Regions from separate parts of the Xenopus laevis genome. Here region 1 is linked to region 2. The links are chromatin contacts, called in public Hi-C maps. All regions are on one chromosome and are shown on one strand. Each heading gives the region's core, a stretch centred on a gene start, on an enhancer-like site or on the middle of the called end of the contact. The rest is flanking DNA. Distances are from core to core; before and after follow the strand shown.

What was found. Hi-C and Micro-C count contacts between places; a contact is called where the count stands out from the background.
Region 1: a contact with region 2 is called in a Hi-C map of the XTC cell line, with 4 times the contacts expected there. The contact joins the promoter of arrdc2.L here to the enhancer-like site in region 2. A contact is called at or near these places in 2 of 4 Hi-C or Micro-C datasets (the XL177 cell line and the XTC cell line).

Annotation. Positions count from the first base shown.
Region 1 is chr1L:107,642,302-107,648,067 of Xenopus_laevis_v10.1, reverse strand. arrdc2.L (arrestin domain containing 2 L homeolog) reads left to right here and starts at 2,373. Exons shown (of 8, transcript NM_001091863.1): 1 at 2,373-2,855; 2 at 4,325-4,391; 3 at 4,862-5,009; 4 at 5,411-5,513. The coding sequence starts at 2,582.
Region 2 is chr1L:107,543,210-107,548,323 of Xenopus_laevis_v10.1, reverse strand. No RefSeq gene overlaps it. Among protein-coding and RNA genes, the nearest start is that of LOC121393347, 12 kb to the right of the region's middle. Within about 2 kb of position 3,528, at least 1 of the 7 cell types and tissues checked has an H3K27ac peak or open chromatin away from gene starts, as enhancers often do.

The DNA of each region.
Region 1 (5,766 bases), core at 1,124-3,623, 100 kb before region 2:
AACTAAACCCTAAAAATTAATATGGCTAAAAATGCCATATTTTATATACTGGACTTATTGCACCAGCCTAAAGTTTCACCTTCTCAATAGTAGCAATGACCTAGGACTTCAAACTTGTCACAGGGGGTCACTAACTTGGAAAGTGTCTGCGACACTCACATGGGCTCTGAGCAGCTAAGCTTAGGGGTTGTTGCAAATTATCAAGCAGAAAATTAGGTTGGCCTATAATAAAAGCTAATGCTACAGGGCTCATTATTAAATTCTGGTGCTAGTTTCACTGGTTTCTGTGCTGCCATGTAATAATTATATGTATTAATTACTAATCAGCCTTATTTTGTGACATTTCTATTCTATGTGTACTGTATATTGTGAGTGGGTCCCTAAGTTCAGTAAGTGACAGCAGCACAGAGCATGTGCAGTGAATCAGCAGAAAAGAAGATGGGGAGCTACTGGGGAATCTTTGGAGACACGGATCTTCCCTGCTAAAGGGCTGTAGTTGCTGTGGGCTGGTACATAAACCCAAAACATAATGTACAACATTTCTAGCCTACTTCTTTAGTTAGGCTTTACTTCTCCTTCAAAATTAGGGTTTCTTAGGGCTCTTACACATGAGCGTTTTTACCTGCGCTCCCCTGCGTTCCGTTTTTCGGCGTTCAGCCGCAGGGGAGCGCAGTAATAGACGCATTTAATGATTTCAAATGGGGCTGTACTCACACAGGCGCATGTAGGCGCCAAACGCAGGTTGAGACGCAACATGCTGCATTTTTCCTGCGTTCGGCGCCTACATGCGCCTGTGTGAGTACAGCCCCATTTGAAATAATTAAATGCGTCTATTCCTGCGCTCCCCTGCGGCTGAACGCCGAAAAACGGAACGCAGGGGAGCGCAGGTAAAAACGCTCATGTGTAAGAGCCCTTAAACTTTTTTTCAGTGAGGAAGACCGCTTTGCGACCCAAACAGCAATATGTAATTAAGATTTAACATTTAATTAATATTTTGAGGTTACACATCACTGTCTAAAAGGGAATCTTGGTAACTCGACCTAATCTTTACGTAGCCGGATTGAACACCATACGCCAGCAGCCCTAGAATGGTATGAAATAATATTTGATTTACAATGGTATGAAATAATACTTAATTTACATTGAAGAGTGACGGCTATTTAATTCCAGGAGCCAGTAGTCACTGTGACACTGTACAGTACACTCTAGTACAATCCAGCCACTTGTGGGCGTAGGCAGCACACAGTGTTAACTTTCCACACACAGAATACTGATATCTGGTTCCTGGAACCCTTTCCTCCTAAGGGACTGAAATATATCTTTATAAGTGTTCTGCCTTGGGCTGCAAAATTTGAGATACAAAGCCCTTTAACTTTTCAGTGGCTTAACTAAAGTCGCATCCCTCAGAGGAAAAGATTTGGTAAAAATGATGGTTGATCCCAATGTTATTAAAAGGGAAAAATGATAAATATATAGGAAGGCCGGTATTTTTTTCTGGAAAATGTGGCAACCCTACTCATGAGGGAAAACAGCTGTTGTACAAAATAAAAGTTACCCTCCACTATTTTGTCTTATCATCTGTCCCTCTACATCAGAGTTTCCCAGAATGTAGTGGCAGCTTCCATAAAGGAGGGTGCATGGGCAGCTCAGCCTGACTGGAACTGGGTAGGCAATTGAGAGCAGGGTCCATTGACTTCACGTTTTGAATTGTTTATGCTTGTTCTGGGTTTTTTTTTCTGTTTACTTGTTTCTGGTACACGTCTTTGACTCGTACTGAAATAGAGGAATAGAAAGACTGTAGTTCAGCAACAACTAATGCAGCCCTCTTCTGCTCCAAGCAAGTTCCTGTTGCTGTACTATTGGTCAATATCGAATGCCCATTCAATTTTGAATTTCCAGCTATAAGAGAACATACGACACTACACCCAGCTGCACCCAAGGGTTAGCCTTATGTGCCACACAGTTTAGGTGCACATGTTGTAAGGCATCAAATCAATACACACTGCATACATATAGTTGAACTGCAACAGTGATGTAGTTCACATGACCTGAGAGCCCAGAGCGAAATCTTGAAGGAAACTTTTCTACAGAAACCATGTACATTGTACACACTGTTTCACCCCCTTGAACCCAATCTTCCGAATAGTACAGTACAAGTACCAACCCGTGGCAGCTGCTGGCTGGCTGCGTTCCGCGCACGCGCAATCTACTTGTTTTGCACAGGAACACTTAGACGACTTTTACCTCAGTACGGGCGTCCACCAATTAATCTTCACCAGCTGCTCGCAAGCCACACCCACGTAATTAGCCATTGGCCTACCTTCCTGTAAATATCCGTAATCGCCCCGCCCCTACAAGCAAAAGGAATATAACTAAGGGATGGTGCTGTTTTGTTAGAGTTAAGCTCACGGCTGGTTTGTTCTGGTTTTTGCAGGACGTGGAGCCCGCAGCATATAAGTCATTTTTGACAGGTTTGTTTTTCAAGGAACATTTTGCTTTCAGCCGAGTTACTCGGTGCTTTCAGTTTTGCTTGTGCTCTCGTTCCATTCATTTCTTCGGGACGTTGCTTAGAGCGAGCAGGATGATCTTTGACAAAGTAAAGAAATTCATGGTGGAGTTGGACTCTGCCGGCTCGGATACCCCTTTAGTTTTTCACAGCGGGGACACCGTGACGGGGAAGGTGCTCTTGGAGCTGGTGGCTGAGGCGAAAGTGGAGTCTGTGAAGCTGCACGTCGGGGGTTATGCTAAGGCGCATTGGACTGAGTCGCGCAGCGCTGGCTCCAGTACCGCTTATACTCAGAACTACAGCGATGAGGTGGAGTACATGAACCTGCGGGAGAGCCTACTGCACACAGGTGAGGAGGGAACGCTCTTCTGGCTGGGGATTCCTCTCGCCTCTTACAAGTGGATCTTGCTCTAACTAATGATACTCCTCTAAACGGAATTTCCTATTTATATTAGTACAAATCGTCCATTCATTGTCTCATGCCCCTTTCTACCTTTAGATTGTGAGCTCTAATGAGCAGGACCCTCTTATGTGGTAATGTATAAACCCTAGCAGTACTGCACAATCTGCCACCAAACCACTAGTATTAAAAAGCTAAAACGTTTCTTCACACCAAGGCCAGATTTCCACTAGGGAACTAGTAGTGTTATAGTGAAACAGGCAATTTTCCCTATACGTACTATTGCTACATATTCTCTTCTGTTTATAAAGAAAGAATTTACAATTGGGTCCAGACTGACCTGAATCCTATATGAGGCTGCCAGTACACAGGTGGATTATATTTCTGCTGGGTAGCCTTCCTTTATGTTGTGCTATTTAATAAGGAAGCACTGAATTCAGTTCTGGATTTGGCCACGATTCTGCGTTTTTCAACAGAACCTGGATTCGCCCAAATTCAAGTTCCCGGCAGAACCAAATTCAAAAAAATCATGTGACTTTTTTCATCACATAAACAATTCATTCAAAAATGTTTTATTTTCTTTTTACTACTTCCCCCCCCCCCCATTGTTTCCCTAACATCATATGCAAATTAGGGTTCGATATTCAGCCAAATCTTTCACAAAGTATTTTGGATTTGACTCCTGTTGCAACTCATGCATCTATTCTGCCTGCATCTAAGTAGGGTTGTCCTCTAACAAGGATGATCTTGTAAACTTGGTATATGAACAAGGTGTCCTGTAATAGGAGCTATGAGGAGGGAAGTTCCTTTAGATGCCCAAAACTTTTATTATTGTAACTATGGAAACCGTGACCTCTTGATATCTGTCTGTGCCATGTTTTTAAAGTCACCCAAGCAGCACATCTACATTGAGACAACTAGCAGTTGGGGACTATGCAATATTTTCTCTGTCTGTGTATTAACTATAGGGGTAACGTCTAGACACCAGCACTCCCATCTATTAAACTCCTTATAGTTGCTAGAAACTAAAAGTTCAACAACTGAAAGGTTAACATTTGAGATCCTGTGCATCACAGTGCTGTAGACAAAGGTGGGATACCTCAAATGATGATGATCTTGGTTTTGCACTTTTTAACCTGAGTGGTATTCTAGTTAAAGACTGCAATTTAGAGAAAAAAAAAAAAAGTTTTTGATCTGTGTAATTATGAAGGCGGTAACTGTAGGTTTCCTGTCAAGCATGTAGCAGTCTAGCCTTTTAAATTCCCTTCACGTGACTGGCATTACATTTTAATACCTATCTTGACTTAAAACAGGAAGTTGTGATGCTAAATTAAAATCTAAACAGGAAATGCTGCAATAACCAAGTGTCTGGTTGTATACAGAAAGTGTATAACTGTGTCCCTTTTGTTCCCTTGCAGATAATGGCACACTTACTGTCCTGCCAGCAGGAAGGCATGAATTTCCCTTCAGCTTTCAACTGCCTGAGTGAGTAGCCTTTCCTGAGATATAGCCCAGTCATTAATGAGATAACATTTACACTACCAGCCTGCTGTCTTCCTAAAATCAACTTTTTTTTAACATTATTTCTCTTAATGTTCATCGTAGTATAACTTTGTTTCTATGTAAATTGTTAGTTGTCAGTTTGCAAGTTATTTGTGCCACTCTACTAGCATTTTCCCATAGGAACCTCTTAGGAGGATTTATCTACTGTATGTCCTCCATATGTGCCCATGTAGCTGGTGGATACACTTTTTTTACTTTTATTATTCAGCAGCTGGAGAGGAGAAAAAAAAACCTACTACAGATTTTTGCTTTCTTCCGTTAGAGAAATGTCACACGAACTTACATAATCATAGACGCGGAAATGTTTTTGAATAATTCTTTGTAGACTGTAATTTCCGAAGATTTTGAGAAATCATGGTTAAACAAAATCTTAAATCTGTCATTTGCTTCAGGACCCTAGTAACATCTTTTGAAGGGAAGCATGGAAGTGTTCGCTATTGGGTAAAGGCAAAGTTACATCGTCCATGGTGTACAGTCAAGAAAGTCAAAAAGGAGTTCACTGTAATAGAACCTATTGATATCAACACTCCAGATCTCTTGGTAAGTTTGTGTATCATAACTTACAGGGTACTTAATTTTTCTTTGATTATGAACCGAATATGGAACTGTAAGAATTTTTTTTTTTTTTTTTTTTATTTGTGGGTTTCTGTATAGTTTGTTTTATTCTGGACTTCTTCAGTGCAGAATAAAACCTTTCAGTGACGCTGTTTGCTAGGGTAGTTGGAACAAGATATTCTGCCTTGAAGTTTAATGACTGAGAAGAGCACTTTAGAGAGGGTTGGTCGTCAATGCCTTCCCCAGAGAAGCTTGTAATCTAAGGTTCTTATTACATTCTCACACATACTATGGTCTTCAGAAGCTGATTAACCTGCCTGTATGTCTTTTAAGAAATGTGTCTCATTCATTTCTATATTAAACTATTCTTCATTTATATGTTGCAGGCTCCGCAAGCTGGCAGCAAAGAAAAGATTGCACATGCCTGGTACTGCAACTTGGGCCAGGTTTCAGTCACTGCGAAGATTGATCGGAAAGGCTATACTCCAGGTGAGAATAATTCAGAAATCGCAATTCTCTCTAACCGTTAACGACTAAAGTTGCATAATGGTTTTATGTAAGTTTAGCTGTGAGATTTCTGGTATCTAGGCAACCATAAATAGGGGCATTGCTTACAATCTCTGTGGGGGTTATGCAATAGAAGGCATTAAGTTTGCCATGGGGCAGTAATCCATAGCAACCAGGTACCATATACTTGCCACCTGTTTAAAAGAAAATGTAATGCCTTTTTATGGTCTTAAAG
Region 2 (5,114 bases), core at 2,279-4,778:
GACCAAGAAGTATATAAGACCCTGTGAGCACATTGTTTAATAAGGAAATTTAGAATATGAGCATGTGTGTTTATGTATGGGGTTAGGGGTGTTTTAGATGCTTTAAGAACTATAGCTGATTTGTGGCAAACATGACCAAAAAATGTTCTATAACCTTAGTCCAGCTATCATGAAACCATACAAAAATCTAACACAAAGAAATACTTTTCATTTATTTTTCAGGTAAGACCACGAATACTTCATCACATTTAATATTAACATGCTTGATTTTGTCTCCCATCCAGCTCTGGTTATAAACAAGAAGGAATTATAAATGGCCTAACAAGTTATCAGGTTTACAGAACTGGCTGGCTCTGGATCTCAGAGGGATGACTCAAGGCATTTGCTCGAGGGAAGAAGTTTTGCAAGCCAAGCAGGAAACAGTCTAGAGTTATTTTTCTGAGAATCTGAAAGACATCCCACATATTGAAAGTGTTACTACAGAATTGTTTTCCTGCAAAGAGGGAAACTCAATGTTCTGTGAGAGATAGTGCAGGAGGGGGCTTTGCAGAAGGAAAATCCAGTGGAACGATGTATAATGTACAACGCTGAATGTTGTGCTGCACAGAAGTTTTTTATAAACAAGTAAAAGAATATAGGAATTAGAACATTTCTCCCTAAAATAAAACCTAAATACTGAGTACAAATACAGATTTCTGCTTAGGTGACACTGAATCCTTTACAAATAATGCACATATACAAATAAAGCTCAGTAACACTGTCGACATTTACTAGGACCATCGCAATATAGGTGTAATGATGGGTTTCCCTGATGCTATTTCTAAGTGAAACCTGCCTGATCTTCTGGTTATTGGCCTTTGTTTTACCTGACTATTCTGAACTCTGTATCCTGACCTTTGCCTTCCTGTTTATTCTGACCTCTCCAAGCTGATCCTTGCCTGTCTGATTATTCTACGCTCTCCAATACTGATTCCGGCCTGTCTGATTATTCTACACTCTCCAATACTGATTCCGGCCTGTCTGACTGTTCTATGTTCTCCAATCCTGATTCCAGCCTGTCTGACTATTCTGCTGGTGCTGGCCCGACCTGCCTGCTTCCACGCTGTGTTTTCTTCCATCCAGTATCCTTGGTGAAACTATCGTGCCCCTTTGCTCGTCCAGAACCTTTAGCTCCTCTCTTAGTAAGACCTGGCGGCATCCAATGAGCCGAGGGCTCTTCCCGAGGTGAAAGATGGCTGTTAAAGGCAGAAGCAAGAGCAGAGACCAGGGAGCTTAGCATTGGTTCTGGACTTAGGGTGCCGAACGTGAAAGTTGGTCATTTATGAAAAATGCAATTGTGGTTGAGCCAAATTGAACATCAGATCCGGACTGAGAATTAAGATAGGCCCTGGCATTCCAGGTACACAGATGCCCGATCAGCCCCCACCAGCCCAATAAATACTGACTTTCTATGGCACCTTATAGCAGCCCCTCTGGCATTTTCCAGAACCCACAGATTGCCAGTCCAGGCCTGTTGGACATAAATGTTGCCCTAAATGACATCATTCACCTACTTGCATCCAAACAAGGTCCTTGCACTTCCATATAGTTCACCAAGCTCCGTTACATTTGTCCTGCCTGATGATGCTGTGGAACCCTGGAGCTAACCTCACCTTCAATGTGGCAATAAGTCAGTTGTTCCAACAGAGGGCTTTGTTAATACGTGCAGCAGATTTGTGCCAAAAGGATCATATGCTAACATCATTTCAATGCTCAGTGCCAAAGTGATGCAACTACACTGATTTGCATGTTCAATTGTGTTTATTTTGACAAATCGTGCTCAAGTTACATTGGGTGTAACTTCCCAGGCAGCATAAATTATGTGGAAATGCACTGTTTTATGGCTAAAAAGCATGGTGATTTGTCCGAAATTGTCATTTGTAGTGCCTGGTAAGTTACCGGGAGTGGCAAAGAGCTGAAATTCAGATTTTTATATGTGAATTTTGGCTCTTCTACTGCAGAGAGCTTTATTGCACTCAACTCTGCCTCAGGGTGGCACTTATCTTGGATCCCTTGGCACTAATAATGGGGGAATCTGTCCTGTTTCTCTTCGCTAAGAAATTTGAGAAATGGTGAAAAATTTCCCAGTTGGGTCCGGGTGCACATGCCCCAGACCTATGATTAAGTGTCCCTGTGTGACAGGAAACGCGTCAGGCGTTATTTTTTAGATGTGATGTAAAATAAAGTATCATATTTTTAATATACAATTTTTGGCTCTTGGAATCTATTTTCGTTGGATGTTCCAGATTGCTGCCTGCCTAATGCAGTTTGTTGTGAAGTCAATGAACGTTATATTATTTTGATGTGTGACAATTTGGACACAAGCGACAATTTTTAGACACACAACTCTTTTGTTCAAAAGCATTAAAGTCAATGGCGGTCCGAATAATTTTTACAATTTTTACACGGGCAACTCTTTTTTCCAAATGCATTACAGTGAACAGGCGAATAATTTTGACGTGCCACAATTTTGACGAGTGACAATTTTTCTATCGCAGCAAATTTTCCCACTGCAAATTTTCGCTGCAGTTTCGCAAAAACATTAGTCGTCTGCAAAATCTGGAAGTTTCCGCAAATCCATGCTTGGCGAATAAATTCGCCCATCACTACTTGCCTCAAGCCCCTCTAAACTAAGTCACTTACTGACACATCTCCTATCCCCACTGTCCCAGCAGACAGGCTCTTAAATTGCTCAAGTTCTATGAATGAGACCATGTTATCCTTCTTCTAATTTGTAGTGACAACATCAATAAAATAAGTTTGCTGTGACTCATATAATAAAAATATTATAATCAAAATATCAAATTATGCTTATTGTATAGGCTCCTTCCTATACCCTCACCCATACAGTACCAGATAATAACCATACACTTAAAATTATTTTATGGACCTAAAAAACATTTTAATTTAAAAGACCATAACAGAAAAATTAAAAGGTTTCAACATAAAAGAAAAGTATAATTTTTTGTCTCAACGTCCGATAATGTTTATTCTGTTATAATATGCTATATAGAAACCAGTTGTAACTACAGAAGTTGATCTCTAACTATCCTTCTTCAGCAATTAACTGATATGGTAAGAATTCTGACCCAACTACTGCAATATTGTATAAGGATATGTATTTGGTATTAGCTTGCTTTAACAGATGCAGACGTTTTCGGTTGCAACCCACAGAAAAGCAGCAACAATTTCTACTTTCCTTTAAAAGCAGGACGAGCACAAATTCTCCTGCATTACGGCAACATCTGCTTGGGCATTTAAGTCAGCCTATGCACGATTTCATTAAATTATAATTTTAGTATGTGACAATATTATATCACATGTCTAAACACAGCAGTTGTTTTTCAGAGTTGGTTAAAGGGGTGTTTACTTTATAATAGGCTGTGGTTACTGTAGAACACAATGCTGAGGAAGCTGGTCTTCCACTGCATATAAACATTCTTATTGGATGGGTTAAGTTTGGCCTGTTGCTAGGGTTTACTATCTCATGATTGGCTGTAGGATTTCAGTGCAGTACAACCTGTTCCCCACAAAGCAATAACATCACATTGGTTAGTGCTTCTGCCTGCGCTTAATAGGGCAAAAGTTTAAAAGCTGATGCAGCCACCTCGGCTTTGTGCTACATCACACACCCCTATAAAAAGACCAAATAGAAAATATTTGCTGGTAATACAGTGGAATTCTGAAGCTGATTTCAGCTGTATATTGCTGTGGCATGTTTAATAAATAAACTCTTTTTGTAGAACAGCATGGTGCTTTAATATAGGCCATACAGTACAAAAATGATGATTTAATCTCTCTATTGAAAGAGTAGCAGCATTAAATACAATAAAGGGGATGTAAAGGCAAAAAAATAAAAGCCCATTTTTTCTTTCTGTAATGAAAAAGAAATCAATCTTCATTATACTTAAATTAAAAAATGTGTACCGTTTTTATAAGAAACCTGACTGTATGCAGTGAAATTCCCCTTTCATTTTATTTGCTCTGACTGCTGAAGGAAAACTATCATACTTTCAAATGACAGGGGGGAGCCACCCACCTTACTTCCCAGAACTTGAGCAGCTTTGTTTATTTCCCTGTAGAGCAGTCAGCGACAATGTAGAGATATATTGTGCATCCTTATTACTTCTATGTATATATTGTACATTCTTGTTGTTATTATTCCTGTCCATGCTTTGTTCATTTAAAACATATTTATTGTGAAGATTTGTTGTATATCTTGTATATTTTGTAAATGTTTATAAAGTTCTTTCAAGACATATATGTTATGCTATTTCTTTAAGGACTGTTTTTCCTTTTTTTTCCTTTATTTGGTTTATATATTTTTTGATTTTTTTGTTGTATAAATGCTCATTTTCTGTGGTTGACATCATAGCCCATGATTAAGTGCCCTTGTGGGTGCAAAATGCTTAGGGCAGATACTTTTTTTAACTTTGGCAAATAAAGATATATTTTTTAACTAAAATATTTTGGTCTTGTGGATCCACTTGAGTGTCGGACAGCCCTGCCTTCTTTTTCAAATACTCTGATCCATAAGCTTAGCCTTCCAACAGAAGCCCAGTCCACACCGAGCATGTGCATGGTCTTGGTCTTGCAAAGATGGTTTAGCATGGTTACAAGATGATAACCCCCAGCAGTCAACTTTGAAAGCATAAATCATTTGTTTTATTAGGCTTCTGGTACAGTAAGTTCATGTTTAGTATACAAAATACAGAATTTCTACCATCATTCAGATTTTGGACAGCACTGATGCAGAGAGTGATATTCTGCAATTGGTTTTCATTTTTTGTTATTTGTGGGTTTTAAGTTAAGTTACGGTTTGAGTTATTTAGCTTTTTCAGCAGCTCTCCACTGTACAATTTTTAGCAATCTGGTTGCTAGGGTCCAAATTACCCTAGCAACCATGCACTGATTTTAATAAGAGACTGGAATATGAATAGGAAGGCCTGAATAGAAAGAGGAGTAATACAAAGTAACAATAACAATATATTTGTAACTTTCAGCATTTGTTTTTAGATTGGATCAGTGACCCCCATTTGAGAACTGGAAAAAGTTAGAAGAAGAAGAAGGGAAAC